7 separate regions of the Mus musculus genome follow, and regions 1, 2, 3, 4, 5 and 7 are each linked to region 6. The links are chromatin contacts, called in public HiCAR-type and promoter capture Hi-C maps. All regions are on one chromosome and are shown on one strand. Each heading gives the region's core, a stretch centred on a gene start, on an enhancer-like site or on the middle of the called end of the contact. The rest is flanking DNA. Distances are from core to core; before and after follow the strand shown. Region 1 holds the start of Sppl2a (signal peptide peptidase like 2A). Region 2 holds the start of Ptpra (protein tyrosine phosphatase, receptor type, A). Region 3 holds the start of 4930473A02Rik (RIKEN cDNA 4930473A02 gene). Region 4 holds the start of Slc4a11 (solute carrier family 4, sodium bicarbonate transporter-like, member 11). Region 5 holds the start of Usp8 (ubiquitin specific peptidase 8). Region 6 holds the start of Mertk (MER proto-oncogene tyrosine kinase). Region 7 holds the start of Ddrgk1 (DDRGK domain containing 1).

What was found. Promoter capture Hi-C pulls out the DNA fragments that hold promoters and counts their contacts. HiCAR-type assays count read pairs that join an accessible place to other places. Capture Hi-C pulls out chosen DNA fragments and counts their contacts.
Region 1: a promoter capture Hi-C map of liver shows a contact between it and region 6, with 4 times the contacts expected there. The contact joins the promoter of Sppl2a here to the promoter of Mertk in region 6. A contact is called at or near these places in 2 of 39 promoter capture datasets (both in liver).
Region 2: a promoter capture Hi-C map of liver shows a contact between it and region 6, with 7 times the contacts expected there. The contact joins the promoter of Ptpra here to the promoter of Mertk in region 6. A contact is called at or near these places in 2 of 39 promoter capture datasets (both in liver).
Region 3: a promoter capture Hi-C map of liver shows a contact between it and region 6, with 4 times the contacts expected there. The contact joins the promoter of 4930473A02Rik here to the promoter of Mertk in region 6. A contact is called at or near these places in 2 of 39 promoter capture datasets (both in liver).
Region 4: a contact with region 6 is called in a promoter capture Hi-C map of liver, with 10 times the contacts expected there. The contact joins the promoter of Slc4a11 here to the promoter of Mertk in region 6. A contact is called at or near these places in 2 of 39 promoter capture datasets (both in liver).
Region 5: a contact with region 6 is called in a HiCAR-type map of astrocytes, with 4 times the contacts expected there. The contact joins the promoter of Usp8 here to the promoter of Mertk in region 6. A contact is called at or near these places in 3 of 39 promoter capture datasets (liver and pre-B cells) and 1 of 115 datasets of contacts at active chromatin or transcription factors (astrocytes).
Region 7: a promoter capture Hi-C map of adipose tissue shows a contact between it and region 6, with 3 times the contacts expected there. The contact joins the promoter of Ddrgk1 here to the promoter of Mertk in region 6. A contact is called at or near these places in 1 of 39 promoter capture datasets (liver) and 1 of 9 other capture datasets (adipose tissue).

Annotation. Positions count from the first base shown.
Region 1 is chr2:126,931,718-126,935,337 of GRCm38.p6, forward strand. Sppl2a (signal peptide peptidase like 2A) reads right to left here and starts at 1,518. Exons shown (of 15, transcript NM_023220.2): 1 at 1,230-1,518. The coding sequence starts at 1,295.
Region 2 is chr2:130,448,990-130,452,580 of GRCm38.p6, forward strand. It overlaps Ptpra (protein tyrosine phosphatase, receptor type, A), which reads left to right and starts at 1,289. Exons shown (of 21, transcript NM_001163688.1): 1 at 1,289-1,569. Gm52562 (predicted gene, 52562) reads right to left here and starts at 2,581. Exons shown (of 3, transcript NR_165481.1): 1 at 2,546-2,581; 2 at 2,304-2,455; 3 at 1-1,794.
Region 3 is chr2:130,561,976-130,565,131 of GRCm38.p6, forward strand. 4930473A02Rik (RIKEN cDNA 4930473A02 gene) reads right to left here and starts at 1,774. Exons shown (of 9, transcript NR_040348.1): 1 at 1,679-1,774. Mrps26 (mitochondrial ribosomal protein S26) reads left to right here and starts at 1,782. Exons shown (of 4, transcript NM_207207.1): 1 at 1,782-2,015; 2 at 2,106-2,252; 3 at 2,333-2,456; 4 at 2,963-3,156. The coding sequence starts at 1,804. The coding sequence ends at 3,082.
Region 4 is chr2:130,695,792-130,699,062 of GRCm38.p6, forward strand. Slc4a11 (solute carrier family 4, sodium bicarbonate transporter-like, member 11) reads right to left here and starts at 1,728. Exons shown (of 21, transcript NM_001081162.1): 1 at 1,568-1,728; 2 at 857-964; 3 at 250-312. The coding sequence starts at 295.
Region 5 is chr2:126,705,900-126,709,559 of GRCm38.p6, forward strand. It overlaps Usp8 (ubiquitin specific peptidase 8), which reads left to right and starts at 1,429. Exons shown (of 19, transcript NM_019729.3): 1 at 1,429-1,588. It also overlaps the pseudogene Gm10774.
Region 6 is chr2:128,697,398-128,700,836 of GRCm38.p6, forward strand. Mertk (MER proto-oncogene tyrosine kinase) reads left to right here and starts at 1,518. Exons shown (of 19, transcript NM_008587.2): 1 at 1,518-1,706. The coding sequence starts at 1,649. Gm39931 (a long non-coding RNA gene) reads right to left here and starts at 1,105. Exons shown (of 5, transcript XR_001783466.2): 1 at 1,017-1,105; 2 at 418-519.
Region 7 is chr2:130,662,327-130,665,941 of GRCm38.p6, forward strand. Ddrgk1 (DDRGK domain containing 1) reads right to left here and starts at 2,319. Exons shown (of 9, transcript NM_029832.2): 1 at 2,149-2,319; 2 at 1,022-1,228. The coding sequence starts at 2,239. It also overlaps a transcript of Itpa not described here.

The DNA.
Region 1 (3,620 bases), core at 268-2,767, 1.8 Mb before region 6:
GGCCGAGACATTTACATATCCTGTGAGTTTTCTTTGGACCTAAATGACACTTGTCTGGTTATTCAGTTCCTGCTTTAAAGATACAAAGTAAAGCTACTGTGCTGTCATTCTCTCCTCAAAATACTTTTTGAATGGGTTCTCTCCGAATGCTGTCCAGCAAAGTTCCTAGAACGCCAAAGGCTACCTTAAAAAAAAAAAAAAAAAAAAAACTGTTTGGGGCTTAAACCTTCTCCATGACCTTTTCAAGCCCAGAGTGACAAAGCAGTCTTTCAGAGAAGTGATGGTTTTTAAGTAATAACTACATACACAGTTTACACAACAGTGTGCAAACAATACCGATACAAATTTCCCAACATCAAATGTCAGAAAAGAAAGTGAACAGAAACAAAATCTAAAACACTGAGAGTTAGCTTCTTGGTCACACATTGGAGCTCAAATTACTTTGATCCCGAATTTTAAAACATTATTTCAGCAAATATGGGTATGTGAGCGCATATTTGTTATTTTTTTCTCAACCAGACTTTGACCCTTTTAGACGTCAAACTATTCAAACCTCTCATTTCCCCTTTAAAGGTATTTTAAAGTATACCTATATGAAAACAAAAGCATAATACAAATCCCATAGTATAATCACATGTACCTTACATAGAAGGCACTATCTGGGAGTGAAAGGAAAGTATATAGATATTCATATGGCTATAGAGAGAAATGTATGTGAGCGCAGTCAACAAAAGAGCAGGCCAGAACGCTAACACCTGGAACCCTGTTCACACCGGCCCCTCCATCCGCCTTTTTCTAGGCAAAAGGCAGCAGTAAGATTGGGCTACACAGAGAAGCACAGAAGTGAATTCTTTGAATTAAGAAGAAAAGATGCCAGCACAGTGAAAAATTATAGAGAGGGCTCCAGGACCAAGGAGGAGGAAGCTCCCCACCCACTCCTACCCCCGCCCGCGGGTTTCTCCCAGGGGTTGGGCATTTCGCTGGATTTCGGGGGCTGGGGGCGGGTGAGGAATGCTGGGACTCAAGGACGAAGGCAGTTAACCGGGCCCGGGCAGTGGGAGAATGGGAAGCCAGGGTAGAAGGAGAGGAAGGGGGAGGTAGGGAAGGAGGAGGGATGAGGGAAATCCGGAGGAGGTTAGAGGGAAAGGAAGGGATGGAGGGGGAGGGGGAGGAAGCGGGAGGAAGGGGAGGGAAAAGCGGAGGGGAGGGGAGGGGAGTGCGGCTCTCACCAGTCCGAGCAGGCAGCTCCAGAGCAGGGCAGCCGCGGGAGCGTGCAGCGAGTGCAGCAGCCCCATCCCACGGGCGGGCAGCTAGGCTCAGGCTGCGCTGGCGGCACCCGGACCTCTAGGGTGCAGCCCCGACTTCCTCTTCCGGTCCCTCCCGCGAAACGCTAGGCCGGGACTCTGTGGGTACTGTCAGCTCCTGGCAGAGCCGTTTTAGCTGCGTAAATCCTGGGTTCTCGTTCGGTTCCCCCTAACTGCGGCCGCCGCCCATTCCAAGCCACTGGAGCTTCGGGTTTCAGTTTCCTTTCTGGCCTCTGCCACGTAGCCTCGGGGCGATCTTCGTAAATACGGAACCCAGACGAGGCTCCTCTCCACACTTGGCAGCACAAATCAAAACTCTTCCTCTGCTGCTAAGTTTACGTCACCTCACCCTGTTTTCTCTGTCCTTGGTTTCTCTACTTTCCCACCCGTTAAGATCCACAGACCCTCCAGGCGGGCAGTCTCTGGGGAATACACTCTTGGTGTTCCCTTATCACTTACTTAACACTTCCTCCCTAAAGAGGGTTTCCTAGTACACTTCATCTTAAGTACCCCTTAATTCACTTTCATGCTATGATTTATTTGTAACCTTCATAGCTTTTTTTTTCTTTTTGTTATTTATTTATTTATTTATTTATTGCTGTTGTTGTTCTTGCTTTCTTTGGAAACATCCTCGACTAGTACTGAACTCACTTTGAAGATGATGGCCTAGAACTCAGAGATCTTCCTGTATCATAGGCATAAGTCACCATGCCTGAGGTTTTGGGGGTCCCTCCCCCCATTTTCTTATACTCATCTATGTATCTCCCATGCTGCTATCCAGTTAATGGAAGGATCCCTCTTTGCTCTGTTGACTGCTGTGTCCTTACACACAGAATATCCAGTGTATACTAGGTTGTCAAATATTTGTTGGATGACTATTTAATACCAAACACTGAATAGGACAGTGTTCCTGTTATCCTAAAGGAGGGACACAGCAAGGACTACAGATGTGTGAGCAAACACTGTTACAAAGCAACCTTTCACAAGGAACTCCACAAGGATCCAAGGGAGGTAAAAATAGGGCACCAGGAAGAGAAAAAAAAAAAAAAAAAAAAAAAAAAAACACCAGCCCTAGCTGAGTATAACTGACTATTACCTTCTGTGCAAGTTAATTTCAGCTAGGCAAAGAGGAAGGAAGCATTAGTCTGAAAGCCAAGGGAGGCAACTACAGAACTACAGAACTACAGAACTGGACCTTGGCTGAAGTTAGGAGAGGGGGAGAGTGAGAAGAGGCAGAGGGTGAAATAGTTGCACAGCTTGGAACTTGAGACTTCCTCATTGGCATCTTCCTGGGGGAATTCCTGAAGGAAGCTCTCCCACAGTTCTGCGTGGGTTTTTTCTGTAGTTGTCTGTCCCCTGGCTTCCCCCTCTGGTCCAGTTTCAATCTATTTGTAACCCTACCAGCTGTAAGAACCCCCTAGACAGAAACTGCCTGTCAAGCATTGTTGCATTTACTCTCAGCCACTTTTAGAATCCTTCTAGGACACTGATGTTTAAGCTAATCTCCCCTTTCCACTGGGATCCTAGATACTTGCTCATCTGATGAGAGCAATATATCTGGATTTTAAAAACATTTCCAGATTTAATATACAGCCAAGCTTAAAAACCTTTCATTATTTAGTGTTTCAGAGTGCTGGCCTGGACCACGGCTCCTGACTGCAGTTTCAGCATCACCATCCAAACCTATTGAATCCGAGAATCAGAGAATGAGCATTCCAGAGACCTCATACTGCTACCTCAGTTTAGCTCAAATAAATCTTACTCCTGACCTTCTAAGTTGTCTCAGGGGAACATTTATACTCTTAAGAGCTTCTTGTTGGATGAGAATTCCTAAAATAGGACACGAAAAAAGGAAAAACTATACAACAATAAAATCAAATTCACTTCACCAAAATAAAAACCTCTGTTCTTTGGAAGATATGTTTTTTAAATATTTATTTGTGTGTGTACTTTCATAGACACCTACATGAGCTTATGTCTACTATGTGTGTGCAGGTGTCTACAGAGATCAAAAGAGGACACCAGATCCCAGAACTGGAGTTCTAGGTAATTATTGATTATAAGCAGCCATGTGGATGCTGGGTATTGACCCCAGGTCCATCTCCTGAAGAGCAGCCAGTGCTCTTAACCACTGAGCCATCTCTCCATCCCCTGGAAGATATTCTTAAAGGAATAAAGACCACTGTAGACTGGGAGAAGACAATCATAAAGCATCTATATATAAACAAACACACACACACACATATATAAACATATATGTATTTATATGTTCATATATATATATATATATACAGATATATAAAGAACTCTTATTAT
Region 2 (3,591 bases), core at 39-2,538, 1.8 Mb after region 6:
CAGTATTTTTCAGATTTGTTTTGTTCTGTGTTGGTCTTGTTTTGTAAAGTATTGTGTTCTAGTGAAAGACCCAACTTTTCATTTGGTCACTTTTCAATTTGCTGTGTATTTGCATCCCTGATAGACTTTGTACTTTCTAGGAAATGGGCTTCTGGAACTTGTAGGAGGAGCGGACCTCATTGGCAGGAGTCTGACATTTAGGAGACAGGATAGAGGTCTTGTAGACTGTCACTGAGATGGCCCTGAGGAGGGAGATCAAGAGTCACAAATCTTAACTCAAGGAGAGGTTTTTACTACCCAGAGGGAGGAAGTTTAAAGAAGGCCCGCTTCAACGCACATTTGCAGGTCCTGGCTCTGGTCTGCGCACACTTACTTATTCAACAAATAAAGGAAGGGTGTTTGCATAGAGTTCTAACTTGGCGCCCTAGGTCTAGCAGCATCCAAAGTGCTCTAAACTGAGGACTGCTACCTTCCGAAAAAATCGACTTATGGTTCCTAGAAGCTAGATGCACAAAGAACGCTGTTCGCTTCCCTGGTCTCTCTCAGCGCTTTCAATCTTCTCCTGACCACTATGCATGTATCAAGAAGTATCTCCCCGCTCGCTGCGGAGCACCGTGTGCTGTGCTTCCATCCAGCTCTAGAGAATCAGGCCCAGCTTGCACATCTGGAAAGCAAGAGAGATTTCCCTAGGGTTCGGGTGGGGATGATGTGGGCTGGTTTATTTAAGATGACATACTCAGAGCTAGACCGGTCCTAGGTACTAGGCAAATTCTTCTCGCAATTACATCCTTTAAGTGCCTTACAACTAACTCTCTCTCTCTCTCTCTCTCTCTCTCGTGTGTGTGTGTGTGTGTGTGTGTGTGTGACAGAGAGAGAGAGAGAGAGAGAGAGAGAGAGAGAGAGCGAGAGCGCGAGAGAGGCAGAGGCAGAGGCAGAGGCGCGGGGTGTGTTAGAGAGAGGATCACATTTGGAGAAGGATGGAGATGGCTTTCGAGTGCCTGAGTTCACCAGTTGGTGTGGCTTGTGCCTGGTGTCAGTTTCCTCATCTGTAAACAAGGAAAAAAGCCCATGCCCGGGGGCCTAGGACCGTGACTAGGTGGGAGACGTGTGCCAGGGGAGGATAGGGAGCGTCCTGTCCTGTTACCCGGAGACCCCCAGTGCGCCCGGGGAACTCCGCGGCGCAGCGGGGCGCGCAGGGGTGGGGCTCACGGAGGCGGAGACGCCCGCCCGGCGTCAGCGAACCAGCGCCCGCCTCTCAACGGCCAATGACGAAGCGCCTTACAGCCCAGGCCGCGACGGGAGAGAGGCTGCGGCGAGTGAGGCGCTGACAGGGACTCGCGGGGGCATCTTGCACAGACCCCTGGACCACGCCGCCATCGCAGCCTCCAGCCCAGTCCTCTCTCTGCCGCTTCTCCTCGCCATGGAGGCGAGGCCGCCGCCGCCGCCGCGGGGCTTCGAGCAGCGGACCGGGCGGCGGCCCTGAGGGGAGCGGCGGGCCGAGACGCCGCCGCGGTCCTGAGGCGGAGCTGCCGTGCGCGTCCCCCGCGGTCCCGCCCAGCGCCGGGCTCGGTAAGCGTTCGCGCCTGCCGCCGTCGGGAGGGCTCGGGGAGGTGGGGTGGCTCGGCCGCGCGTGGGAGCGGTCCCTGGATCCTATCCTGGAGGAGCGCCTCTGGCTTGTGCATCCTGGCACCGTGGACAGGGGGAGGGGGTCCCGGAAACGTGCGGGACACAGACAGGCTGGAACTTTGCGGACGTCCTCCTCCGGCCCGGGCCAGGGCGCTGCCGTAGTTCATTCTGAAAGAAAAAAACTTTGAGCAGCGAAAATGGGATTTGCTCAGGTCCATTTAATGGGAGGAGATAGGTGGCACACGCAGTGACCATCCCACCTCCCACCTTCCCCTTAAGACCCCTTCCTGGTCCTACTCCCAGGCCCCTCTCTGCCGCCCATTCCCAACTGTTGTGTATGCTTAAGAAGGAAAATATGGACTTAAGCTACCCAGAATTCAAAAGCAGCCACTTGGGAACGCACATCTCCTGTGTTTACTTTCAGTAATTCTTAAAAATTGCCACGGGGGGGGGGGGTTGAGCCCCTAATATTTCCTAAAAATAACAACTACAGAGGCAGAGATGATCCTGTCTATTAGAGGGTTTTGTTGTTGATAGTGATGATATTTGTAGGACAAGCAAAAAAATGTTCCAAACCCTCTTGGACAGAGTGTGATGTCGGCCGAAGCCCTTGGCTAGGATAGGGAATTTCTGTTGAAAACCAGCCTCATGTCCCCGGCTATGGCACCACTTGTTACCTGCTAACTCTTGAAGCAGCCAGAGAACCAAAAGATGGTGGATGAGGAAAGACTGGGACAGGATGAACATCTTTCTGTCTGGATACTCCTTTCGAAAACGTAGATCAGACGCTGTCATTTGTGTGCTTAAAAACTCCTTCACTTTCCTTCCTCTGTGAATGAGATGGAGGAAAACCCAGATGCCTTACCGTTCCCTACAAGGCTCTTGGCAGTCCTTCCTGAACTTAATCTTTGATGGTTACCTCAGTCCTCTCATTCTCCTTTCTCTTCCACGCTGTGTTTAGCCATTCGGAGCGGCTCGGCCACCCCCTCATATGTGGGAGGGTTTTGCTTTCAGGGTCCCCCTTCTCACCCTTCCTTGCCTGGTTCCGGGCCTTCCTTGTTTGAGAAGCTTCTTGCGGACCGGCTTCTTCTGGGTCCTGTTTAAGACTTCCCTGATAGAATTCGTCCTAGTTATCTTGAAGCCCCTCAACCACCTCCCAAGAGAAATGTTTCCTAGTGTTTCCTGGCAGCCTGCTTGGAGTGTGGGTTGCCCATACCGGGACTTGCAGACTCTGATTCTCTATGTCTACACGGCTGTCACACCTGGGAGAAACTGGCAGGCTTCCCAAAATCTTACCTGCTTCTCAGCATCTGCCTGACTATCCCTGAAAAGCCAACAACTCCTCAGTTACCTTTCTCCTCTCTCTGCCCCAGTGGCCCCATGGTCAGATCCAGGAGACTTTTGACTAGGTACCTTTTAACCACTGATCATTATCTGGGTGAATACAGAACCAGAAAAGCAAACCCCTTGGTTTAGTGCATTCATATACCACCTATTTGCCAGCCACAGTACTTGAGATGCAAAATGAAAGTGAGAAAGTCATATTCTTATCTTTGAGAAGATTACAGACCAATGGGAGACAGGTGGATATAAACAGTTACATCATAGGTGCTACTAGAGTAATAATAATTGCTGTTTTCTGTGTGCCTGTGACAGGCTATATAATAAATGCCTTACATGAATTATCTTGTTTAATCTTTTCAGTAATTATAAGGGCTCATTCTGACTCTGCAGGACTTGAGTGAGCAGATGGGGGCCTAGTCAGATCTAAATTCTGACAGTGTTTCTAGAGCCTCCGCCTGGGTAGTCTGGAAGGGCTTTCCTGGGAGGGGATCTTGTGATCCTAAAGGAGGGATCTGCACATTCGGAGAGAGAATGCAGGCAGTCTTGGAGGAGGGAAATTCTTAGAATTCTAACTGGGAAGAAGTGTAGCTGGCCTAGAGGGACAGAACAAGATAGGATTAG
Region 3 (3,156 bases), core at 524-3,023, 1.9 Mb after region 6:
TTTGACACCAGAGGAAATAGAATGGCCTGATCGTTAAATCCAGGAACCATCTGAATAGGGTCCTACAGTCACCTGGAATCACCTCATTCATAGTTTACCCCTTGGTAAATGAGGAGGCTTCCGTCCCTCCAGCTCTGTGCCTCTACCCATGAAGTGCCCAGAAAAGCCTCCTTTCCTGGCTTCTGCCCTCAACAATTCTATCTTGCCACTTTAGCAGGGAGGGTCAGTGAATGGAAACAGTTACTTTCATCACCACTGCATACCAGTCCACATCCCCATCAGGCCAAAGAAAGAGGGCAGAAAACCTGCCTTCTAGTTCTGTAGCATTATCTACTCAGAGTGACTCCACACTTTCATCTACCTTAGATCTAAATCTCTTACATTTATGAAACCTTCTAAAAGGATGGGTGCACCTGACTAGCGAGAGGACTTCAGAGCCAGCAAGGTTAGGGAGCCTCTAGGGAAATGGCCCATACCCTAGAATATTCTCTTGGCCTAGACACTTAAGTTATCTGAGATGAGTTGCCGGTTGTCTAGGGTGACCCTGAAGAAGAAAGGGTTAGGACAGGTATGGTGGCATATGCCTTTAATGCCAGAATTTAGGAGGCAGTGGCAGGTGGATCTCTGTGAGCCTGATCTACACTGTAAGTTCCAGGCTAGACAGAGCTATCTAGTGAGACCCTGCCAAAAAACAAAACAAAAACAAAAACAGGGTGGGAGTGTCAGGTTCCCTGACATTCGGAGCAACCCTGTGGTACTCCAGGGTAGGGCAGCAGTAATGCCCTGGTTTCCACAGACCATCCATCCTGGATCCTCCAGGGCCCAGCAATGGTCTTATGGCCGGAACCCTGGAGGAAAACCTGTCACCAGCTTGCCCCCAGGACTCCAGAGTACACTCTGGCATCTCATCTCCAAAGCCTGACTGAGAGAAAGAAAGTGCAGACTGGGCCTCCACCAAGCCTGGAAGTTGAGAGCAGGGTTTAAGCAGCCTCTGTTCTCTTCTGAGAAAATGTCTGTTATTGCACCCAGTCCTGGCTCCTCAGACACTCCCAAGTGTCCTGGAAGTGCAGGACCATGGCCTGGTGTTCTCTGCAGAATCTGGTCTAGACAATACTAATGAGTGGGGTGAAAGTTCAGTTCCCCAGTACTCGGGTCAGCTTCTGATTTCCAACAACTCTCCTTGCTGGAGAGGCAGAGGGGAACGAGCTACTTCTGAGACAGATGCTCTCTGCCCTGCTGCACTGCTGTTTCTCTTCAGTTGGAGAGGAAATTGTACTTCATAAATAAGAGTAGTCTCGAGGTGGGAAGACCCCGGGTCAGGTGGAAGAGGACAAGGGTCACCTCACAGGTCGCCCAGTTGAGAACAAGTTGTCACTGATACTGAGAACTCTGGCAACTGCAGAGCTCCCCCAAGACCACAGCAGGGCAGTGCAGTGCAAGGAAATGGTTTGCAAATCTAAAGTTTAAAGTAGCCAGGAACTCCAAATTTCTTGCATCAGGTCTGGGAGGGTAGACAGGCCATCGGCGGGCCAGAGAGCCCCAGAGCCACACACTTGGGACGGTGTCCAAACTTGTGAACAAGTGGGCAGAGCGTCCTGCGGTGTAGCTGTCTTTAGCGGGCGACGCAGCCCAGCAAGCTGTGGGTCTCCAAGGTGCCCCTCGACCCCTCCCACTCTACCCGAGAGTCCGGACGTGCATTGGACCAGACAGCAAGAGCTCCGCCCAACAGGGACGAGGACAGGAGGCTCCCGTGGTGCTCCGCGGCCACTTCCGGGCCGGGCGCAGGCGCAGGCGCTGGCTGTCATGTTGCGCGCTCTGAACCGCCTGGCGGCGCGGCCGGAGACTCGGCCCCCGACCCCGCTGCTCCTGCCCGTGCGCGGCCGCAAGACCCGCCATGACCCGCCTGCCAAATCCAAGGTCGGACGGGTGCAGACGCCTCCCGCCGTGGACCCTGCGGAATTCTTCGTGTTGACCGAGCGCTACCGACAGTACCGGGAGACCGTGCGCGCTCTCAGGTGCGTGTGCTTGTGCGTGTGGAGGGCAGACGCCCTTCGGGAAGGGCCGGGGCCGAGGGTGGGTGCTGACTCGAAGCCCGTCCTCCCCAGGCTAGAGTTCACGTTGGAGGTGCGAAGGAAATTGCACGAGGCCCGAGCCGGGGTTCTGGCCGAGCGCAAGGCGCAGCAGGCCATCACGGAGCACCGGGAGCTGATGGCCTGGAACCGGGACGAGAACCGGCGAATGCAGGAGCTACGGTGCGAGAGGCCCGGGACTGGGTGGGCTGGGCTAGGCTCATCTGTGGCCCCGCTCACCCTCGGCGTCTTGCCCCTCGCAGGATAGCGAGGTTGCAGCTGGAAGCACAGGCCCAGGAGGTGCAGAAGGCTGAGGCCCAGGCCCAGAGGGCTCAGGAGGAGCAGGCTTGGGTGCAACTGAAAGAGCAAGAAGTGCTCAAGCTGCAGGTGGGCATGCAGGAGGTCATGGGGAATGTGGACATTGGAGACCCCAGCAAGGGAGGCTGGGGGGGGGGGGGGGGGATGACAGCACTGGGCGTCAAGTGACCAGAGTCTTCAGGAGGCTTCTCCATCAGCGCAGAGGGTATGCCTCGCAGGCAATGGTCAGTAAAAGGTTACAGGCTAGTATTGCCTTGTGAAACTTGAAGTCAGGGAAACCGTAAGTGAGAATGGAGCGCTTTTTAACACGTAAGAGGGATTCATGCACTTGAGAGAGTCCACCCACCTCTAATCAGGTTGTCACGATTTGTTCTTGGGTTGTGGCCGAGAGATCTGATGGGTGATTGTCCAAGGAAGAGCAATATGATGGTCGAGGTCACCTAGTACAGTTGTGCTGGACGATTGGTGGGACACTCAAAGAGACCCTGGGTTCTTTTGACACCCGTGGACTAGAGACAGTGCAGGCAGCCAGCTCTGGGAGAGATCCCACAAAGCCAACCTTTCTCTTCCTGTAGGAGGAGGCAAAAAACTTCATCACTCGGGAGAACCTGGAGGCACGGATAGAAGAAGCGTTGGACTCTCCGAAGAGTTACAACTGGGCCGTCACCAAAGAAGGGCAGGTGGTCAGGAACTGAGCACAGAGACTTCTGGGGGCCCAAATAAGCACAGTGCTTGCCTAGGGTCTGTGTACTGGGATAGGAATTGGTAC
Region 4 (3,271 bases), core at 478-2,977, 2.0 Mb after region 6:
GGCCCGGGAATACTGAGCCACAGGAGAAAACTGTAAGCGGCACTGGTAGCCTAATCTGCCCTCCCAAGACCTCCGCACCCCTGGTTGCTTGCCTTTGGCCAGTCTCATCAGCTGCCTACTCAGCAAGCCACACGGCCTTCGGACAGGTGGGAGCTAACCACCCCAGCAATGGGCTATGGACAAGTGGCTCTGCCTGGGGTTCATTGATGGGTACACAGGCTGAGTTCCCCAGATTTTCTAGATACACACCTGAGAAGTATTCACCGGAGTCCTGACAGTGTTCATTCTGTGACATGGCCCAAGGACAGTTTTCTACAAAAGAAGCCAAAGAATAGTCACCAATCCTGTGGACCAGCCCTGGACAGCCTTAGTTCACCCCATGCCTGATGATTCCTCATCCTTCCTAGGAACACATGCAAGCCCACTTGCATGAGAGAGGTGGGGGTCAAAGTACTATGTAGGGGAGCCTGCAGTGTCTGGGATGACCATCCTTACTGTAAGGTATTAAATCCCTTAGTCTGCCTAGTATGGACTTCCTATGCGTGCCAGGGAAGTGAAGAGTACTTCCTCAGGTCATGTCATCACTAAATTATCATCAGTACTCGGCTCATTAATCCAAGCGTCTCTGACTGAGCCCCATCCAGTTCTGGAGGAAGACAACTGGAAATCGCCTCCTCCCTGGATCCAGCCCAGCCTCGCCCAGCACTTTGAGGTGGGGGTGAGCCTCTCCTCAGATCTGCCCTGGTTGCCAAGGGCCACACATGCCCATCTCAGACGCAGTTCTTCCCATCTCTTCAATGGCCTAGGGGTCACCCAGGGGACCGACCCAGCAACTGCCTCTATCCCAGGGTTGTACCGTGTCCTGCGATGCCGGAAAGAAGGGGTAGAGTGGGTGTGCAGTACACAGAGATTGGAGGTACTATCCGAGATGTTTGTGCAAAGAAGGACGCACGGGAGGATGGGCCTGTACGAGAAAAAGATGTAGTCCATGTTTGCAGCCACTGAGAGTGAGTAGATGGGCAGGATTTGGAGGCACTTGGGGCGGTAGCTAAGGGGAACAGACCACACCCACGTGCAGGTGAGTGGCCGGATACACCCAGCTCTGATGAATCGTAACTCTAGGCGGCGGAACGCAATCCGGTGCTGAGGACACCAAAGCGCCACCCTGCCCATTTCGGAGCTCCCAACCCTCCCCTCCGCCGGCTACGTTACATCTTTCCTTCAGTTGCTGAGGGTGTGTGTGTCAAGACCGCGAACGCAGAACAAACACGGACAGGATGCCCACGGTGTCCCAGGCCGCCCCTTGCCCCGCGCGCGCGCACTGACATTCGGAACTCTTTTGGTCGAACCCCTCCGGAGGCGCAAAGCCGGCACAGCCTCTCGCCCACCCAGGCCTGAGAGGCCGGCGCTGGCATACACGCCTGGCGTGGCCATGGCCCGGGCTTCTCAATCAGGACTCCGTGGTTCTGGGCCGGCTCGCAGCTGGAGCCGGCGACACTCCTGCGAGCCGCGCCGCGCTCCTAACCGTGCGGCGTGAGGCTGCTTCCAGCCAAAGTCGCGCCCTCACCCGCGAGGTCTGTTCTGGATCCTCGGCGGCTCGCGTGCGCAGGCCTGAGAGTCGTGGGGTGCCGGCCTGGGAGGGACTACGAAGTTTCAGAGCAGTGCAGGGACACTCACTGGAGCCCGGAGGGAAGGGGCGCGCCTGTTTTAAAAGCTTGGAGGAACTCCGCCCCCACCTTAGCTGTACGCCACTGACTGCCACACCCTCGGGCTGCCGAATCGCCCCCAACCCTCCCTTGCCGCGCCCCTTTGCCCTCGCCACGCCCCCGACCGCCAGGGCGGTCCCCAACCCCCGCCTACGCCGCTTTCTGCACTTGCCCGTGGGCTAGCGCCCTAAGCCGCCCACGCTCCCGCGTGTTCACCCGCTGGCGCCCGCTCTCGGTTCCGCATCCCTCTCCCAGGTTAGGAAGTGGCCGGGTCTCTGGAGAGCGGCTTGCGGTGAGTTCTGATAAGTGCGTTGAGCACCTCTTTCCTTAACCCCAACCCAACCTTCGGTGGCTTCCCAGTGATTCTACAGACCTTGAGCTTCCTATTGTCCCTGGGGCACACACTTAAGTAAAGTACTATTCTCCAGCCACTCCTTCCCACTCCGTGATAGCTTCCACACAGTTCCTTTCACTGTTGCTCAAGCGTGTTAGGGGGTGGGTGAGTTGGAAAGGCATTTGGAGTGTTGCGGGAATTTGCATATAAATAGGCATGGTGAGCCAAGTTGGCATTCGGATTGAAGGTACGGAGGGTCCTGAAGTCTCCCCTACACACACACACACACACACACACACACACACACACACAGACGCGCGCGCTCGTTATTCCAGGATCCCTCCCATCTCTAAGAACCGTGATGACTCAGGGATAGCCGCACGCTGCCTTTGTTGGGGTAAGCAGGCCCTGGGAGGAGGCTACATGCCATGTTGTTCACTTAGCTCTTAGGAACTCCTCTCAGTATCTTCTCCTTAGAATCCTAGCCCTAAACCCGGCAGTTGTGGCGCACGCCTTTAATCCCAACACTTGGGAGGCAGAGGCAGATGGATTTTTTGAGTTTGAGGCCAGCCTGGTCTACAAAGTGAGTTCCAGGACAGCCAGGGCTACACAGAGAAACCCTGTCTCGAACACTCCCCTTCCCCCCAAAAAAAAGACTCCTAGCTCTATCCAGGCTGGTGGTGTTGCAGGGTGGGGGTTCAGGAAAGCTGAAGAGCCTGGCAGAATGGCTGACTCAGGGTCGGGATCCCTCTTCCACCCCAGTCTCTCATGTTATGTCTTTTGCATAGCTTCCTAGCAGCACCCCAATACTTGGTTGGTCCAAACCCTTCCAGTTCCAGAAAATCTCTGGAGACTTAAGGAACAATTTCCCCAACCTCTCCTTATTAGGAGGAGAAAGGAGCCAGGAGTACCCACTCCCACCCCCACCCCAGTCTGTAGACTCCTGCACCACTGTCTCAGAGGACCGAAGTGTGACCTTTCCCCCTTCAGCCCTTTTGGCAGTGTTTAAGGAATGGTTTCCTTCGTTTTCCCACCCGCCCTGTGCTGTGCAGGCCAGAGGCTGAAAGGGCAAACCGACACTGAAGCCCTTCTCCTGCCTTTGCTACATTGGGTGATGACATGAGCAGGCAGGCTAGGGACCCCACCTATGCACATACCTCCCCTCCCCTTCCAGGTAGTGTCTAATGACTTTCCATGTACCTTTAAGCTCTGCCTACCCCTTGCCATGTCT
Region 5 (3,660 bases), core at 179-2,678, 2.0 Mb before region 6:
GTGTGTGTGTGTGTGTGTGTGGACAACTCACATGTGTGTATACAACTCATGTGTGTGCGTGAGTGTGTGTGTGTGTGTGTGTTTTCCAGGAATCAAACTCAGATTGCCAAGTTTACCTGGTAAGGACTTCACGCATCTTGTTGGGCTCAGAGAAAATTTTCACTGATACACTCCAATGATGTCTCTCTTCCTTTCAGTCCTACCTCCTTCCAATTGTCAGAGCACCCCAAAATGTTCTCCATGTGTTTTATACTTATTCTCACATTCAGCTCTAAGTTTTTCTTTCCTTACTCAATTCCACAAAGCTGAGCAGAGAAAAAACATTTTCCTAAAATAATCCATCCTCAAAAAAACAATTTCTTCCTTAATTATGAGGGGGAAAAAAAAAACATTTGAGGCTTTTATCCAGTAGTTCCCAGCATTGCACGGTATCAAATCACACCAGTCTTTACTTGTCTAGGGAGAACAAATAGTATATAATTTAGTGTTGATTTTTTAAAGGAGAAATGCAAGATTTTGTTTGTTTGGTTGGTTTGGTTTTTCGAGACAGGGTTTCTCTGTGTAGCCCTGGCTGTCCTGGAACTCACTCTGTAGACCAGGCTGGCCTCGAACTCAGAAATCCGTCTGTCTCTGCCTCCCAAGTGCTGGGACTAAAGGCGTGTGCCACCACCGCCCAGCACAAGAATACCTTTGCATGTAGCTAATTGTAATGGAAACGAAACTAAGGTTTATTTTAAAGGTTGGTAGACTGGATGCTTACTACTCTTTAACGTTTAATGGCAGCCTATCTGCTAAGTATTTTCATTTTATATACTTAGTAGAGCTGTGCTTTTAGATTTGACATGCATTAAAAAGTTGGACTGTCCCAACGGATTTAGTGACCAGGGAAAACAACTCCACTCTTAAGCAATTTTTATGTCCACGAGTAGCCCATCTTTTCTCCACAAGACAACTCTCCAAAGAGTTCAAACCCCAGCTTTGTAAGACTGGTCCTTTTGGAAATGTTGACGGTGTTTGTGCAATGTGTTTTCCAAACACGTCTGTTCTTTAACCAGAGGCTTGGCTTTGGAGAATGTTTATTCCCAAGTTTTAGAAGGTATCAATCCTCTCCCCGTATTTTCCCCCTAATGTCCGATCTGACGGGAAAAATGCACTATTGAGAGGCGCCAAAATATCCTCGATTCCTCCGTGGACAGCTCCAAGTCACAATGTGACACAATCTGAACTGACTTCCACCCGGAAAAGAGACGCGCGAGGACACCGGAAGCGCAGCACGCGCGCTTCCGTCCCGCACCAGCTCAAACTGTCCTTCCGACGCATGCTCAGGCCGGTTCGGCGCTCACCCTTCCGGAGAGGGCCGCCCTGATGTCCCTCCCTACGGGACAGAAAGGCGGAGTTACAGGGTTCACTGGAAGCTCCGCCCTCGCCGTGACGTTTCGAGACGCGACCCGTCGCCACGCAATGCGAATCGGGAAGAGGGGATGAGCTGCGCTGCCGTGCGTCTGAGAGCGAAGGCTCGTTCTCCTTCTGGTGGTGGGCGATGGGCGTCAGGCGAGGAGGCCGGTGTTAGCGGAGCGCGGGCGCTGCGGTGAGTGCGGCCTGGCTCCGGCCCCGGTTCCTGGGGAAGGCGTCCTCCAGCTGCTGGTCATCCGGGAGACGAGCCCTGTCCGCGGAGGGGTGGGACAACCCCAGACAACTGGCTGGTCCAGGGAGGGCCCGACTCTTGGTCGCTCCCGTCCCCCTCCTACGGTGCCCAGCGAGTTTGATGTAGTTTGCCGGTCTCAGAGGGTGGCCTTGACCAGTTCTCCTTTCTGTTGGACACTAGACCCAACTTTGGACTCCTTCCTTTTGCTTCCTTTTTTCTCATTTTGTGCTACCTACAACCCCAGGCCTTAATACGACCATTTGTCATGTTTTCCCTATTCCCCTTTACCCGGGTCACGCATGTTTTCAGTGAAGTACAAAAATTGAGTTAAGTAAACTCACCACACTTAAAACTTCTTCAAAGAGGGCATTTTCTTTTCTTAAAAATGTTTCTTCGTTTGTAGACTTGTGGCACTGACAAGTTCCCTTCACATCTGATGTACCGAGAGAGTTGTCAACCCCAAATCACAATGATATTCCTTTACCCACAAAGCTGCAGACCCTGTTCCTATGTTTTGTTCTTGCTTTCTGCCTATGACCTTGAGTCAGTCATTCAAGAAATATTTACGTGACTCACAGAGGTGTTGCAGAATCTAAGGAGTTTCATATTTATTAAAAAGCTCTAGGGTTTCGGATCAAAACGATGCCTAGCTAAAGGGTGTAATTCTTGGTTGTTCCCCGCCACCACCCACAAGGTCTTACTATGTAAACAGGACTTGTCTCAAACTCACTGAAACCTTCCTCCCTTGGCTCCAGAGATGGATAAAACTGCATCAAGCACCACTCCTGGCAAGGGTATTCTTTTTAAATCTTAGAGTATTCTTAGTTGTGTATATTATCCTACTTCATTAAAAATTCCATGTGTTATTTTTTGGTTTTGGTGGCTTTATTCTCTTTCTTTTTTTCTTACTTTCTTTCTTTTTTTTCTCGAGACAGTTTGTCTGTGCAGCCATAGCTATTATGGAACTCACTCTAAACCACGATTGCCCTTGATCTCAAAGTTCTGCCTGCCTTTGCCTCCCGAGTGCTGCCCACCACTGCCAGGCTCGGTGTATTGTTGGTGGTGGTAGTTTTTGGTTTTTGTTTCTGTTTTAAAGATATCTGCTTTTTTTTTAGTATTTCACTCTTTCTGTTTAAGACTCCCTGGTGAAAGTCAATCATGTTGGATTTAGGTAGTTTCTCATCTATAGAGCACTGGCCTAATTAAGGTGCTGTTGGCTGTATGTATGCTTATTTAAGAATATGAATTAGTATATAACTTAATTATGCCACTGTATCACTGTTGATCCTAAAATGTATATTCCTGCTCTTTTGCCCAGATATTGGGCATTGCACGGATCTTGCAGTAGTAATGTAAGCCTGTGAGGAATGAATAATGAATAGCTTGTGACTTGTAGTTTTTGAGATAACAATGGATAAGATAAACTAACAAAAATATTTAAGGTTTTCTTTTTATTCTTTAACTTGTTGATTTATTTACTTGAGCCTTATTAATCATCCTGATCTTTTGTTGATAAGAATGGAACCGAATCCAGATGGCTTTGTAAACCAGTTGTAATGTAAAGCCAACACATCAAATTTTATTCATTATATACTTAGCATCCTGATTTTCTTTCTTTTTTTTTTTTTTTTTTTTTTTTTTTTGGTGGTTCTGCAAACATCTTTACTAAACAGTTCCTTCCAGGGTAACAGGACTTAGCCACAGGGCCACAGCCAGGCAATACACCAACATCCCCAATAGCTCAGTTTGAACATAGCACGACAGGCTGCCCGTGGCCAGCAGGAGACAGAGGAGGGCAGGCTCCAGCGGTCACTTCTCTAGGGGTGCATAGTTCAGCAGCTTCTCAATCAGGTCCACGTGTGCTAGCAGCATGCGGCGGCAGCAGTAGCGCTTTAGGCCCAGAGCGTCCAGGGCATCCCCCTCCGTGTACTTGGCCTGCAGCAGACCCAGGTAGGCTTCCCATTTGTTGCCGACGATCTTCCCGCAGGTGAAGCAGCGCACCGGGATGATCATGG
Region 6 (3,439 bases), core at 268-2,767:
GATCTCTGTGAGTTTGAGGCCAGTCTGGTTTACATAGTGAATTCCATTCCAGCTAGGGCTAAATAGTTAGACCTTGCCTTTAAAAGAAAAAAAAAAAGTGAGATTTAAGCAAGTCCTAGTGGCACACACGTGCAGTTCTAGCTACTAAGAAGGCTGGAATATTTGCACAACCAGGAATTCAAGTCCAGCCTAGGTAGCATAGCAAGACCCTGTCTGTCCTACGTAGATTTCTATTGTTGTGATGACCAAAAGCTACTTGGGAATTTATTTCAGCTTACAGTTGAAATGCATCATGAAGGAAAGTCAGAACAGGAATTCGAGGCAGGAACCTGGAGGCCAGAACTTAAGCACAAACCATAGAGGAACTGCTTACTGGCTTGCTCAGCTTGCTTTCTTATGCATCCCTGAATGACCTACCCGGGAATGGCACCATCCACAGTAAACTGGGCTCTTTCACATCAAGCACCAATCAAGGGTCTGTTTAATCCAGCGCTTCTGGTTTGATGTCCTCCTGCAGGGCTAGAGATGCAAGGAGCTTATTGTATCACAGTGCGTATGGGTCTGTCCTCAGTTTCAGTAATAAATACTTTAAATTTATCAGGGTGGTTTACTCTGGGCTCTAATGTGATCTTATCTCCAAAGAAAAACAAATCATTCTATTTCCTTTAAGAAAGCCTCATACGCCTTCCGTTTCTTTGAGATTCACAATCTGATGCCGTGGTTTGGGCCTCCCACCCTTTCCTGTAACAGCACTTTCTTCCATCCCTGTTTCAAACTCTTTCCTTACAGGATTCGGCTTAGTTCTCCCCGAGCTAACCTCTGGGGTGGAGGTTGCAAGATCTTGACGCCAGGGTCCGCTCTTGCACTCCGTTTCAGTAGCCAGGGGGAGGACCTGGCAAGCAGGGTGTGCTGCCACGGCGGCCACAGCCTCTGGAATGCAGCTGCTAGGACCTCTTATGCCAGTAGAGCCTGAACTGCAGAATCGCTGCCCCTCCAAAGCAGCTGGACCCACTAACCTTTAAAGGTCTTGGAGTTGCATCCGTCGCTCTCCACTAAATTCGGCCTCTACCCTTTCCAATCCCTTCTACCTACCCATACAGAGTGAGATTCCTCTGATGTAACCAAGTAGCCAGAGATCATCCTCCCGATTATTTTCTTTCTTAGCCCCCTCCCCTTCCTCTCCGTCTCTCGGTCCTTTTAGCTCAAGATGGTGGCCCTCCTTAGCTCTGTTCCATCTCCTCCAGCACCTCCCTTCCAGATTTCCTACACACTCAAGCCAGGGGTTAACCTGCTGGAGTTGACCCAAGTTCCATTCTGCCCCGCCCCTCCACCCTCCCTAGGGCTTGTCCTTGGATCCTCCCCTTCCCGCCCCCTCCTCCAGTTCCATCCTTCTTTGCTCTCTTTGCCCTTCCCCCTTCCCGCCCCTGTCCACTCCAACCTGCTGGCCCCTCCCGGGCCTGAGCCCTGGGCCCGCCTCTTCTAACTTAGGACTCCTGCGATCCCCAACTCCGCACTGCCACTCTGGCGCCTGCTGCCCGGGCGGCCGGGACTGAGGCGCTTCGCACGCGCCCTCGGCGACTGGCGAGTTTGGGACGTTGGTGGATACGTGCATCTGTCCGGAGAGAACTGCCAGATCCGCGGCCCCGCGATGGTTCTGGCCCCACTGCTACTGGGGCTGCTGCTGCTACCCGCGCTCTGGAGTGGAGGTGAGTGCAGGTTGCAGGGTCTCCGGGAGCTGCTACTCATTCCAGCGAGCCGTAGAGGGTTATGGGGGCTCCCTAGCCGGGTCTTGGGGTGCACGTCTTAGTAGAACCGATGGGAACCGAGAGCTTCCCATTACCACAGAGAAAGACCTCAAGCCCGGTTGGGCGCTCTGGGAGCAGCGAAGTTTGAGCCTTTAAGAAATGCAACTCAGGTCTGGCGTGGCATGCACCAAGAACTTTACCCTCAACACTGTCTAGCCTTGCCGAGCTTTGGCGGGGTTTCTGCGAATCATAGACCGAGGATTCCAAGGTAATTCCACGCCGTGAACCAATAAGTAGCTGCAAAAGTTGGATGTCACCGTTAGCGCGTGGCGTTGCTTGGAGGCTAGGTGTCCCGCCAGGGAAAGACTAGTTCTGGCTTCTCCCCTGGGCTCTGCTGAACATTGTGTTAGCCCTCCTTTGTAGGGACAGCCTGTCTGTGAGTGTAAGAAGCCTGCAAAAAGCCGAGGGGGACGATACGGTCCTTTCACTATTATTACTGTGGAGCGGAATCTTTTTTGTTTGGGTAGCACAAACAAGTGCTCAGACCACAAGTGCTCTCACAAGCGGTTCAATTTGACATGCTGGATTGATTAGCGCAAACAAGTATGGCAGGTTCCTCCAACAGATGACACTGAGGCACTTTGTAAAGAAGCTGCTGGGGGGAAAACAAAACAAGGTTTTTCCAAAAAGAAATAGACGCAGGAGGGGTTGGAAGACTACTATAAGCAAGCACATTTCAGGTATTGTTCCTTCAGGTATTGCTCCTGCCCTAAAAGATCTGTTTCTATTCGGAGTGTAATTTTGTCTCTTTGATCTTGAATCTGGTAGACTAAAGTTTGTCTTTTAAGGAAAGTTTGGTTTATGGTTTAGCTACAAACCTCATTTTTCCTCTCAAAGTTCATTTGCTCAAATGAGCTTTTTTTTCTTTTCTTTCCTTTTCTTTTCTTTTTCTTTTTTAAACAATTCTTTCCTTGCACATTAAATTACATAAGCAATTTGTAGTTTGAGGCAACGTGACAATTTGCAACAAACATCAACAGCCAAAAAACGAGCTAAGAACTGAGACCACTCTATTCTCCATTACTAAACCCTCAAAAGTTCCTCAGCCTTTCTGCCAGGACTGTTCTTAATAATCCGCTGAAAGTCGGGTATACTTTTGCTACTAGCCCTAGCAGGCCACGCGTCATTTTGGAGGCTGTGACTGTCATAAGCATGGGAAGAGTGATAGGAACCAAAGCTTTTGTTTGATATTTTTAAATCTATGCTTTATTTTCTTTTTGTTTTTGTTTGTTTGTTTGTTTGTTTGTTTTCGAGACAGGGCTTCTCCGTGTAGCCCTGGCTGTCCTGGAACTCACTCTGTAGACCAGCCTGGCCTTGAACTCAGAAATCCGCCTGCTTCTGCCTCCCAAGTGCTGGGATTAAAGGTGAGCGAGTGCCACCACTGCCCTGCTATGCTTTATTTTCTAAGTTTTGAAAACGTGTGATGAAGTTCTGTAGCTGACAGACATAGACAACCGTAGAAAGGCTTAAAATGCACGCTGAGAAAGAATGAAAGTTTCTCAATTTTTTTCTACCTGAATTGGAGCTGCTGAGAACGTGTTTCAGGAGTCCCAGTCTTTCCTCTCTGCTTGGCCCCTGATTTGGACCACGGTGTGGGGGGAGGAGGGAAAGGGGGCGACCGAGCTGTATAAGGG
Region 7 (3,615 bases), core at 1,069-3,568, 2.0 Mb after region 6:
GCATACACATACCAGTGTAAGAACAAACACATTATGTACTTGGGGGGTGGTGGTGGTGGTGGAAGGCCACACACAGGGACAAAGGAGACTTAGATACTGCACAGCTGTAAGATGTCAATACCTGAATGTTTGAGACTCATATGTACCTGCAGAAGTCCCTAATTTCTGTCTCTGTGCCAAACCTCCAAGGAAGTTTATTCCTGCATAAATCCAACGTCCTGTATGTTCTAGTCAGGAACTGATGAGTGTCTCAGACTCCTTCAACCTTACCTACAACCTCCCAAAGGAGCTTTATCTTTAAAATAAAGGATGCTTTATCGTAACAGAGCCAGACAGAAAAAAATAACCCTAACCTCAGGACTACTCCAGGGCCAGCTGAAAATAACTGATACGCTGATGCCTGGGCCTCAGAGTATAGGACCCAAATCTGAGACAGGACGGACGGTGAAGAGAGGGTCTCTTTGTTGCGGCTGGGTGCTGCTTTTGAAACGGCTATATAAGCATGGCTGGCCTGAAACTTCCCATGCTCCTGCCTCTGTTTTCTGAGTGCAGGAGTTATAAGCATGCACACATACCCACTGAAGGTCTCTTTTTAAGACAAAGGGGCTAATAATCCCAAGGAGTCAAAGCCAAAGCCCAATTTCCCCTAAATTCTCTTCTTCCTACCAAGCCAGACTTCAAGTACTAGAGAAGACACATTCTTTCCCACAACCATGCGGATTTTGTAAGACTCCAAGTGTCTGCTGTGTGGATGTAAATATCAGCTGAAATGTCTCTATTTCTAAGCACTTATTCTAGGGTTACAGCTAATTGCACTGAACCAAGATGAAGGAAGTGACGCCCAATAGAACAGGGATTGAGTTAAGAAATGCTGACTTCAAGGACCAAAGCCCAGGCCCAAGACTCCAGTCCTACCACTAAATGTCCTTCCTCCACTGGCTTCATGCTCCTTGTGTGTCTCTAGCTTGGGAGACTTCCGAACGCCTTTAATCCAGCCCTCCCCCAGGCTGGGCCCTCTTACCTGGAATAACAGTTTGACCCACATTCTCATCCCCGTCTTCCCAGGCCACTCGCTGGGCTCGACGCTGGGCCTGTAGACGGCTGCCCAAGTCCCTCCGACGCCGGGGTCTGCTTCCAGTTCTCTGTTCTTCAGACTCCTGGGGCAAAGAGCGGCCTACCTGGCCTGCTCCTGCCCTCTCTTCCTCATTGTGCAGTGGTTCTCCGTCAGCTTTTGGGAGGGAGGAATCATAACACTGTCAAGCAGCCCATCTTCAAGAGAGTGAAGCACAGGATCTTGGGAGTCTCATCCCCCTGCTGAACCACCTCAGACTATTGCTGCCCACAGCACCAAGTCCCAACTTAGGTTTGTCAAGGCCTTTTTTGTACGCACACTTTGGCCTGATGCTCACTTCTCATTTCCTACCTCCTTTGATATCTTCATCTTGAACAGGCGACCTGTGAGGATACTCTCACCCTGAGGTTTACAGATCTCGCTCCATGCCCGCTGCAAGATTACATTTACTTCTTGCTATGTTATGATTTTATAGGGTACGCCAACCAGAGACTACATGTCACAGTCGAGGCTGAATCGTCCCTCCCTGGAAGACTTGTTGGCAATCAGCTTTACCTCAGCTTCTGTCTCTTCTGCCCGTGGGACACAGAGGTGCTCTGAGGTGGCTTATGGGGTCAGGCATCAGAGAGATATATAGAAACTCCTACACTTACGTGAAATGTTAGTAAGGGGGACTGTCAGGTTGTCAGTGCCAGGCCACTTCTAACCCTGGTGGAGGCGAGGCAAAGCAGCATGGGTGCCCTCTTTGGCGGGAGATGCATTCAGTTTCCTAAGGCTGCTTAGCCCTCCTACTCCTAGTAAGCGGAACACACTGGGCAGGATTAGAAAACCGGCAGCCTCTCCTATTGGTGCAGAGTAGAAAGGCAGGCTTGGTTCCTAGGTTGCATCCCCAGCTCTGGGCTCCGCGCTAATTCCGAGTGTGTCCTAAGGCGCGTGCGCAAAGCTCGGGCCAGCGCACAAGCTCCTCGTAAGCACAGGAAAGCTCGTCAGTGCATGCGCACGAGTCGAGGGCCTACCAAAGCCCAGGAACTCTGAAAAACGGATTCCTCCAGCCCTGGGACGGCGGCACCTCCTACCTGCTGCCGCCCGACCCCGGCTGCGAGTCAGGAAGAGGATCAGGCCGATGAGCAAAACTGCCGCCACCAGATACACCCAGGGCCCCACCATGACGACAGACAGCCGGGCAGCGCAGCCAGCGCGCCTGCGGGATCCGGATCGCCAGGCCCCGCCCACTACCGTCCGCCCTGCCCAGCCGCTCGCTGAGCTCCGCCCCCACCCTGGGCTTGACCTGGGCCTCAGTTAACTGAAGAGTCCCTGATGCCACATTTGCTTGCCATCCCAGTGCTCGGGAAGTGGAGACTCGGAGACCAACATTTCAAGGTCGTCTCTGGCTATATGGCAACATGGAGGTCGTCTGCATTTAATGACGCTGACTGCTCTTCCAGTGGGCCAGGGTTCAGTTCGCAGCACCCACATAGTGGCTTACAACCTTCTATTACTTCAATTCCAGGGGACCCAAAACCCTCTTCAGACCCTCTCGAGTGTCAGGCACGCAGGTTATACACAGATATGCATACCTGCGAAACACTCATACACGTCAAATAAGTGTTTAAGAAAAAAAGAAAGAAAAAGGAAGAAAATAGTGGGGCGAGTAAGTAGGGGACTAAGCTGGGGTTGTAGATTAGTAGTAGAGCACTCATGGCCAAGGCCCTTAGTTTAATTTGGAGCACTGAAAAATGCAACGTGTGTACGAATATCTTATTAATACTGCAAGTTAGGCATCCATTGTATTACTTTCTGTAAATGTGGAATGTTTTGTAATTTGTTTCTCAATGTTGATAAACCTAAGGCCTTCCAGGCGTCAGGCAAGCGCTGTTACGGTAAGCTTTATCTCTAGCACCTACGTTCTTTCCGTATATTTGGAGATTTAGATCCATGTTCGGCTGAAGGTTGAGGCTTTGCTGGAATTTTATCGCAGCTGCCCCCCACCTTTAGTTGTTTGGTTTTGTTCTGAGACAGGGTATCTGGTAGCCTAGGCTGGCCTTGGACTTGGTGTATAGTAGATGGTGACTTTAAACTGATCCTTTGCTTCTGCCTCATAAGTGCCTGGATTATATGGGAGTACAGGTGTGCACCCTGATGTCCAGACGCTCCTCCATCTTTTGAGGATGGGTTGTTTTGTTTTAGTTCTTTGAGCTCTCATTATATGGCCCTGCCTGGCCTAGAACTCAATATGTACACAAGGCTGGCCACAAACTTAGAGGGATCTGCTTGCCTCTTCCTTGGTTATAATTAAAGGCATGTGGCACCACAGACCTGCCTGGCTCCTGAATTATTATTATTTTTTTTCCGAGACAGGGTTTCTCTGTGTAGCCCTGGCTGTCCTGGAACTCACTCTGTAGACCAGGCTGACCTCGAACTCAGAAATCCACCTGCCTCTGCCTCCCAAGTGCTGGGATTAAAGGCGTGTGCCACCACACCTGGCTGGCTTCTTAACAAATGTTATTTTATATGTGATATATATATATATATATATATGTATA